3 separate regions of the Mus musculus genome follow, and all the other regions are linked to region 3. The links are chromatin contacts, called in public Hi-C and promoter capture Hi-C maps. All regions are on one chromosome and are shown on one strand. Each heading gives the region's core, a stretch centred on a gene start, on an enhancer-like site or on the middle of the called end of the contact. The rest is flanking DNA. Distances are from core to core; before and after follow the strand shown. Region 1 holds the start of Sf3a1 (splicing factor 3a, subunit 1). Region 2 holds the start of Nefh (neurofilament, heavy polypeptide). Region 3 holds the start of Ykt6 (YKT6 v-SNARE homolog (S. cerevisiae)).

Region 1 (2,911 bases), core at 155-2,654, 1.8 Mb after region 3:
AAGGACAAACTAAACATCTGCAGACTGGATAATGATGCTGGCTGCCAAAAGAATACTCTATAAGTGCCCTAAGCCAGGAGATGTGTTGACCGTTGGAAGTCAAGTGGCCCTTAGAAGATTCCATCCAAGGGTGCAGAAGTATGTGGGATGAGGAGGTTGAGGAATCCTGACCAATGTTCACCTTGCCTGGAAACTAGCTAACATGCTGAACAGCTTGCTCTGGATTCAGCTGAGGCTCTGGGAAAGTCGTCCTTTCACAATGAGAATAATCAACTCTTCTTTTTCTTTCTTCAGGTTAACACAGCATATGCACATCAGCAGCCACAAAGAAGCTACCAGGAATTTCCACAGACTTGTTTTGGAAGCAGAAACTCCTAGTGACTACACAGCTAGGCATGGCTTTCACTGCGATTACTGTTGTGGTATGTCAACCATACCAGTCCTATCTATCACCTACCTCATTGCTCTCCTGTGGTTTTGGAAGAAGTAAGGAGTCTAAGCCAGAGCCTCTAGAACTCCCCATGATGCCCCTGTGCTGCTTTAAAAGACCTTTATACTACAAGTTCCCTCTGTGCAGAAGCAGCTGTTACCTGGCCACAAAACTGGCAGTCTTGTCGACGATGTTCCTGACCTCCGGGGGAGGGTAAATAATGCCGACCACTGGCTTGGAAGGGGTGGGATCCTCCTTTGACGATGCTTCTTCTTCAATTGGCTGTGAAAACAGAGAAAAGGTAGTAAGGGCTTCAAGTCCCCGGCTCGGATTAGGCTATCATAAACGCTCCATGATACTGACAGGAACGTCTGTCCTGTAGACTGCAGACTCTCTTGGGTTAGCATCCGAGGACGCAGTTAAAAACAAAACAGGGCAAGTTTCCTTAGCCATACTGTATTTACGCAGCCATTCCTAATCTAGGGGAAAGAATGATTTGCTTAGCTCTCCTCTTTTTGAATGGAGGCTTCGTGGTTCACATAAGACCCCAGAGGAAGCCGGGGGTGCAGGTCCGCATGCTGGTTTTGAAAAGTCCGGTTCTAGGGATATCTTTTTCGAGACCAGAAGGCAACTCAGCGCGCTGACTCCTGGGACTTGCAGTCCCTCCATGTCCTTCGGGGTGGCCTGAGCTTCCAGCAGCAGTGCCACAGCGCCCGCGCGGAGGGGAGGAACGAGGCCTCCAGCAGGCCTGCAGGCAGGGAGCGCGGGGCACGATACCTGTTTGGACTCAGTGGCTACTGGCGGCGGCGGGGGTACCGCCTGCACGGGTCCGGCCTGCATGACTGCGACGCTCAGGGCTGCCAGTCCACCTCGGTGGCGACAACCGGTGCGACGACAAGATTAAAGATCACCACACGAAGTATCCAACTCAATGACAAGATGGCGGCGACCCAGAGAGAGAAGCCGCGGGAGCACTTCCGGTCCCGCCCTCTCGCCGTTTCGCACTTCCAGCCCCGCCCCGCCTGCTCCGTGGCGCGGTACGCCGTTGCCAAGGCAGCGGCCTGGGCTCCCAACTTAGAGTTGCGAGGCATTCTCGGAGCCTCAGACGCTCTGGAGGAAGTTCTGTGAGCCAGACAGACACAGAGCTGAGGCTGCGACGCCGGAGACAGGTAAGCCATTCCACATCCTCTGACTCTGAACTTCCCTCCTGACTCTGGCCGGTTCCTCGCCCCCTCAGCGCCCCACCCCTCGCCCCTGTTTCTTTCCTGTTTGGCCTGGCATTTTGAAGATGCCATAGAGTCCCACTTACTACACCTTTAGCCCCATTTTTTGGTTCAGCACCACCTCCTCTGCATCCCTCCTTACAGAGTCCAGGACATGGTGCTAACACCTTTAATTCCAGGAGACAAAAAACGAAGCAGATCTGAGTTCAAGGCCAGCCTGGGACAGAGCAAGTTCTAGATGAAGAAAAGCATAATTCAGGCGTAGTGGTACATATCTTTAATCCCAAGAGACAAAGCCATGCAGATCTCTGAGTTCAAAGTCAATTTCCTGAGCAAGTTTCAGGATAGCCAAGCTTAGGCAGTGAGGGAGTTGAAAAACAGAAAGCTGGTAAGATAATAAAGGGGATCAGGTTCCAGCCACAGGAAGCAGAATTTGGCTGTGTGGCTCTGGCTTTAGAGTCTAGAGTAGAAGGGATTGCTGGGACAGTTGATGCTGGTTAGCTGGAGCTAAGAAATTAGTGATTAAGACGAGACCAGCATCACTGAGGTGAAATCTTCTGGGAAGTGTTTTCTGAGAGCACAAAGAAGCTGTGTTCCAGAGATAGCCATGGTTGTTGCTGCAGCTGTACTTGGCAGTGTGTAAGAGTTACCCAGGCAGTATTAGTTTGAAGGCATGAAGGTGTCATGAAGAGCAGCTGAGGCTTGGCACCGTGAGAGGCCAGGGAAGGCCATTGGTGAAGGTGCAGTTACAGTTACAGTTGATGGCCCAGGACTGAAGGGGTCATGCAAAGGAGTTGAGGCTTGCCCCATGAAGAGAGCCTATGAGAGGCTCTTGGTGAAGCCTAGTTGCAGTGGTAGACCCCAGTGTATTGGAGATGCCAGTACGATAAGATGATAACCAGGAACAGCAGCAGCAGTTGGCTGGAGTCAAGCAGAGCCTAGAGTGCTTCAGAGGGCAGAGCTGGAGAAGTGATGCCAGCCCTTTAGAGGATCCCCAAAAGATCATGTGTGGATCCCAGACATTGGAATAAAAGTTAGATTAAGAAGCTGTAAAGTTGAAGTTGCCTTGGAGACCCCAAGATGTTAGAGATGCCAGAGTCATGAGATACCTGCCAAGGAAAACTGCTAGCAGGGAGTGGGACCAGCCCAGGAGAATGAAGTCTGCTGCTGCTGACTGCCAGATCTGCCAACAGCAGTCGGCAAGGATGAAAGGAGCTGACGATCTGAAGAGCGCTTTGACATTGGATGTGGAGACATG
Region 2 (2,700 bases), core at 67-2,566, 1.0 Mb after region 3:
GCTCCGTCCACTAACACCGCTTTTGACCGGAAAACCAAACCAAGAACGAGCCGTATAATAAAGCAAGAGCTCCAAGTCTAAGCCCCTCCGCCGTCCCCGCCCTTTCACCTGAAGCCTCAGTAGGGCTCATGATGGAGGTCGGTGGACTTTGGTACTGAAAAACCACTCCACCACTTCCTCGGAGCATGAAAGGGGATGCTTACGGCAGTACTGGTTCATCTATTCTGGAAAAGGAATGAGATGCCAAGATAAAGCAGAAAAATCGGGCAAGGAAGGGAGAAAGACAAAGTTCTCAGGTGAGAGGAACTGGTTACTATTCCGACTGGCAATATGTGGGTTCTCCTCCCCAAAATCAGCCAGACATTTCCCAAGTTCGAACCTCCTAGGGGCACATGGGAGCTTGGAGCTGCATCTTGTCTCTTGCACACAAGGGAAAACCAAACATAGGAGAACACAATTTGTACAAGGTCATTCAGCTAGCGAAGCACAGAAGCTAACCCCACCCTGTGGCAGAACTTGGCTTCGGTGTTGAGGCTCTTGCTGCCTACTGAGGGACCCCCTGTTCTTCGTAGGCAGTTTTCCTTTCCGGGCAAGAGGAGACTCCACTTTCCAGTCGTGGCCACTGGAATTTTTAGAGAGCACCACGTTCCTCTCACCCAGCGCTCCCTTTCTCCGTCTGCAGTGTTCTCCTTCTCAGGGTAGCTTTGCGGTCCTTTCAAACTCCACGCCCACCCCAACCCCAACCCCGAAGCCAGCTGTACAGTTCCTTAAGCCCCTTTGGGTGGCCCAGGGCCGCTGTAGTATCTGGGGAACACTGCACCGCCAGCTAGAAGGTCCCCATTTATCATCAGTAGCATCCATCATGCAACCCCATACAGAATCCCTTCGTGGGTGACTGCAGTCTGCACTCCTCATCTCAAGGTCCTCTCTAACTATCAGGGAACCAACCCTGTGCTGCTTCTCAAGTGGGGGTGTCCTCTCATAGTAATCACTGCAGTCTCCCACTGCTTCAACCCGAAGGCGCCCTGACCCATCAGTTCTGCAATCCTCTCCCTATTTCCAGTGCCCTCTCTTATTCTGAGGGTCTTATTCTGACTAATAGGGTCTTCCGACATGCACCTGGAGGTCTGCACTTGTCCGCTCCGGAAGTCCTTTACTCCTTGGTCTGACCTCGGGAGGCTCTACTGACGATGCGTCGATTCCCCTTCACTCCTGGGTCGTCCCCCCCAGCCCCGCCCCTCTCACTGCGGAGAAGCCGGTCGGCCCGGGGCCGCGGGGGAGGAGGTGGAGAGGGTGGGGCCCTCCTCCCCAGCCCCCCACTGCCGAGGGGCCGGACCGGGCCACCGCGGATATAAAAGAGCCGGAGTCCCAGAGCTGCCGCAGTGCTGCCTGCCCCGTCCCAGCCCCGCACTCCCGCTCCGCTGGCGGCCGCACCTGCTCCGGCCATGATGAGCTTCGGCAGCGCCGATGCGCTGCTGGGCGCCCCGTTCGCGCCGCTGCACGGAGGCGGCAGCCTGCACTACTCGCTGAGCCGCAAGGCAGGCCCGGGCGGCACGCGCTCCGCGGCCGGCTCCTCCAGCGGCTTCCACTCGTGGGCGCGGACGTCCGTGAGCTCCGTGTCCGCCTCACCCAGCCGCTTCCGCGGCGCCGCCTCGAGCACCGACTCGCTAGACACCCTAAGCAACGGCCCAGAGGGCTGCGTGGTGGCGGCGGTGGCGGCGCGCAGCGAGAAGGAGCAGCTGCAGGCTCTGAACGACCGCTTCGCGGGCTACATCGACAAGGTGAGGCAGCTCGAGGCGCACAACCGCAGCCTGGAGGGCGAGGCGGCGGCGCTGCGGCAGCAGCAAGCCGGCCGCGCCGCCATGGGCGAGCTGTACGAGCGCGAGGTGCGCGAGATGCGCGGCGCCGTGCTGCGCCTCGGGGCGGCGCGCGGGCAGCTGCGCCTGGAGCAGGAGCACCTGCTGGAGGACATCGCTCACGTCCGCCAGCGGCTGGACGAGGAGGCCCGGCAGCGTGAGGAGGCGGAGGCGGCGGCGCGCGCCCTGGCGCGCTTCGCGCAGGAGGCGGAAGCGGCGCGCGTGGAGCTGCAGAAGAAGGCGCAGGCGCTGCAGGAGGAGTGCGGCTACCTGCGGCGCCACCACCAGGAGGAGGTGGGCGAGCTGCTCGGTCAGATCCAGGGCTGCGGGGCCGCGCAGGCGCAGGCTCAGGCCGAGGCTCGCGACGCCCTCAAGTGCGACGTGACGTCGGCGCTGCGGGAGATCCGCGCGCAGCTCGAAGGCCACGCGGTGCAGAGCACGCTGCAGTCCGAGGAGTGGTTCCGAGGTGCGCGGGAGCGCGGGGTGGGAAGGGGTCGCCCCCTCCTGGCGGAGCAGTGAGCAGCCCGAGAGGACTCCTCTCAGAAGTAGCTAGACCCGCTGCGAGGTGCATGCCACCTGACAAAGTAGCGGTTTTACCCAGACCCTCCCTTGGGGCGCCCCAACTCTGGATTTTCCTTTAGAAAAAGGAAACCACCCTCCACATTTTTTATGTCTGTAATTAAACACCGGGGCCAACCCCTGTGCCCCACACACTGTTAGACCCCAGATTCAGACTGATCTCCCATCTGAAATGGAGCAAGCCCCGTCTGGACCCAGCGTATCAGGTATCCAGCAGCCGCTTGCCATGCCAACTCTGCCCACCCTTTCTTGCGCACCCTGCGCA
Region 3 (2,914 bases), core at 137-2,636:
GCAAGCAGTCTCCTGAATGAACTATTTCTCCACTCAAGCTACCTTCCAACCCCTTGGCAAACACTATTCACATAACTATAATCCACAGCAACTCATGTCCATCAGCGGATGGATACATAAACAAAACATAGTGTTTACATAAAACTCAATACTGTATATATTTTAAAGGGGAGAAAAATTTGGTATCTGCAGAAACATAGGTCAACCTTGGGGTCATTCTGCTTAGTAAAATCAGTGGGACACAAAAAGCCAACTACTATATATCCCACTTATATGAAGTCATTAGAACCATCAAAAGCTGAGACACAACCTGAACAAGCAGATTTCCCCAGACGTTGAGTCAAGATGACCACAGGTCCTACCCTGTTGGGCCCTTTTCCTTTTGTGTCTGAGTCACTCCCACAAGACTGGGTATCTGTGCAGCTTACAATTAAAGCACCCCACAATCCTTTACATGCCTACAAGCAATACAAATCCAGTGGTTCCTGCCTAGCTACCAGTGTGGACCCTTCCTGATAATCAAGGCCCAAACACTAAAAAGAATGAGTTTGACCCCTGACTCCCAATCCTTGAGGAATCAACGATTTTACTCATAAAAGAAACACCTCCATACAGAACTTCTGGAAAGAGCTTTGACCAGCGACTTTCACAAACTGTGGGCTGCAACCCCTTTGGCAAACCTCAATCTCCAAAAATACATATGCATAACAGTAGCAAAATTACAGTTATGAAGTAGCCACGAAAATAATTTTATGGTTGGGGGTGGGAGGGTTCCCTCAACATGAGAAACGGTACTAAAGGGTCGCAGCGCAAGGAAGGTGAGAACCACTGGCAACGACGAAATACAAAGGTTAAGACACCAAACACTGGTTAAATCACAGGGTGCGAGGCGTAGTCAACATACTTATTTCTGAGTCCGGAGATCCCAGATCAGAACAGTTGGCAGCGCGTCTGTAATCAATGGCCTTCCAATCTTTCTACAACTGGGCAATACCGCGTAGGGCAGAGCCCTTTCCCAGGGTTGCTAACGACTCCTCAGGTACAGCCTGCCGCCCGAGGGAGGCCAAAGCCGTGCTCGCCCTTCGAGAGACTCGACTCCCTGGACTCCGGGTCCAGCCACCCGGGCCCGGCCCACTTACCTGGACCTCTGGAAGAAACTAAAGGAAGACACGTCGTACGCGGCCTTGAGCAGCACCGCTTTCGGATCGCCTTTGTAAAGGACACTAAGGCTGTACAGCTTCATGGCGCCGCACCTTCGGGCCGCCGGCTGAGCCCCAGACCCGCTCCCAGGAGCGCGGCCACAGTCCCTCAGAACAGCGGCGGCCGCCTCCTGACGGGGCCCGGCCGGCTTCTTCCTCCTAGAGTAAGGCCCACTTCCGGTTCCGGTGGCGAGTTGCTCCAGCCGCTCCTCGGAGGCCCGAAGGCAGGGTACGCGCGTGCGCGGACGGGTAGCTAAGCGGCGGGGCGCGCCCGCGTCCGCCCGGGTCGGCGCCAGGAGGCTCGGTCTCCGCCTGCGTGGCAGTGCCTTGGCGCAGGTTCCCTTCCGGGCTGTCGCGCGGACCCTGGCTGCCGGTGGGGAGTGCTGTGCCGTACCATCGCTCTTTTTTCCCCATTCTGCTAGAAAAACAACCCGTAGCTGTCCCCACTCTATACTTTTGTTGCATTCTATGTGTAACAGCACCAGGCTACCCAACCTCTTCCCTGGGTGTCCCAAGTACAGACGACTAAAAGAAAGGCCCTTCATCCTTTCTCTTGCAATAATAAAAATCAGAAACGTCACTGGCTATGGCCACTCAGCTTGGACACACTTGTTCGACAAGCCAGGCGGCCAGAGGTGTCAGCTATATTCACCTGCACTGACACCATGGCTCCACAGGCGGCAGACGGAGAACCATTTCTGAAGAAAGCCTCTTTATCCAAAGTTGTACAAAATTACCAGGATAGTGACCTTGCAGAAAGAGATGTGGATTAAGAAAATTGATAGCAAGAAGCAGACCTTGGGCTTCCAATGTGAACAGCAAAATGCTTATCAAACTCCCTTACAGCCACTCTTGGCACCTCTTCCTGCTTTTCTCTGACTTTACCCAGCCTCCCTTGGTCCCAGGAAGTCTCATCTAGAGATATGCGAACTCCCCAAGCCAAGCTTGTTAATCAATTTCAAATGACATTGTTTTCCCCTGCGTTTCCCCAGCTGTTATCCAGCCTGAATTCGGTCCCAGTACTTCCGCACCGCAAAAGTTACCCCCCCCCCCCAATCTGTTGGACTCAAAAAATACCTTTTTTGTAGACATGTTGGTAAAAGTGATAAACTATCAAATTCCAAGTCCTGCTCATTGCAGATGTTTAACAATGACGACGATGGTTATTTGCACCATTACGTTAAATGACAGAAAGAAAGAAAGAAAGAAAGAAAGAAAGAAAGAAAGAAAGAAAGAAAGAGGAAGCAAGCCTCATGAGAGGCCGAAGGTGCCCTTGAGGCTGTTAGAAGCAGAGCTTTAAAGGGAGGCTAAAATCTGAGCAAGGTCTACAGATTAGATAAGAGCACTATATCTTTATTTCCAGCTTTCAGTCACTGACTGCCCTGACCTTATAAGAGAAGTCTCTGGTGCATGCATGCATGCACACTAACACACAGTAACATAAATAGATGAACACTATGTATACAACTTACTCCGAAGAGGTCATATGCATACATACCTACATGTAAGTATATCTACATCTATATATATCTATGAACACATATATATGTTTCTATACATGCTTGTATATGAACATATTATACATGTATTAAAGTTCTCTAAAGGAACAGAATTGATAGGACATATATATTAAGAGAGGACTTATTAGATTGGCTTCAGGATGCTGTGTGTGTAAGTAGTCCAACAGTGGCTGTCTCACACTGGAGAAGCATAGA

The links. Promoter capture Hi-C pulls out the DNA fragments that hold promoters and counts their contacts. Hi-C and Micro-C count contacts between places; a contact is called where the count stands out from the background.
Region 1: a promoter capture Hi-C map of liver shows a contact between it and region 3, with 7 times the contacts expected there. The contact joins the promoter of Sf3a1 here to the promoter of Ykt6 in region 3. A contact is called at or near these places in 2 of 39 promoter capture datasets (both in liver).
Region 2: a contact with region 3 is called in a Hi-C map of B cells, with 5 read pairs. The contact joins the promoter of Nefh here to the promoter of Ykt6 in region 3. A contact is called at or near these places in 2 of 39 promoter capture datasets (liver and pre-B cells), 1 of 484 Hi-C or Micro-C datasets (B cells), 1 of 115 datasets of contacts at active chromatin or transcription factors (bone marrow-derived macrophages) and 1 of 9 other capture datasets (macrophages).

What each region holds. Positions count from the first base shown.
Region 1 is chr11:4,158,847-4,161,757 of GRCm38.p6, reverse strand. Sf3a1 (splicing factor 3a, subunit 1) reads right to left here and starts at 1,404. Exons shown (of 16, transcript NM_026175.5): 1 at 1,208-1,404; 2 at 591-712. The coding sequence starts at 1,270. It overlaps Ccdc157 (coiled-coil domain containing 157), which reads left to right and starts at 1,465. Exons shown (of 12, transcript NM_001164620.1): 1 at 1,465-1,599.
Region 2 is chr11:4,946,680-4,949,379 of GRCm38.p6, reverse strand. Nefh (neurofilament, heavy polypeptide) reads left to right here and starts at 1,316. Exons shown (of 4, transcript NM_010904.3): 1 at 1,316-2,322. The coding sequence starts at 1,446. It also overlaps a transcript of Ap1b1 not described here.
Region 3 is chr11:5,954,230-5,957,143 of GRCm38.p6, reverse strand. It overlaps Ykt6 (YKT6 v-SNARE homolog (S. cerevisiae)), which reads right to left and starts at 1,386. Exons shown (of 7, transcript NM_019661.4): 1 at 1,140-1,386. The coding sequence starts at 1,243.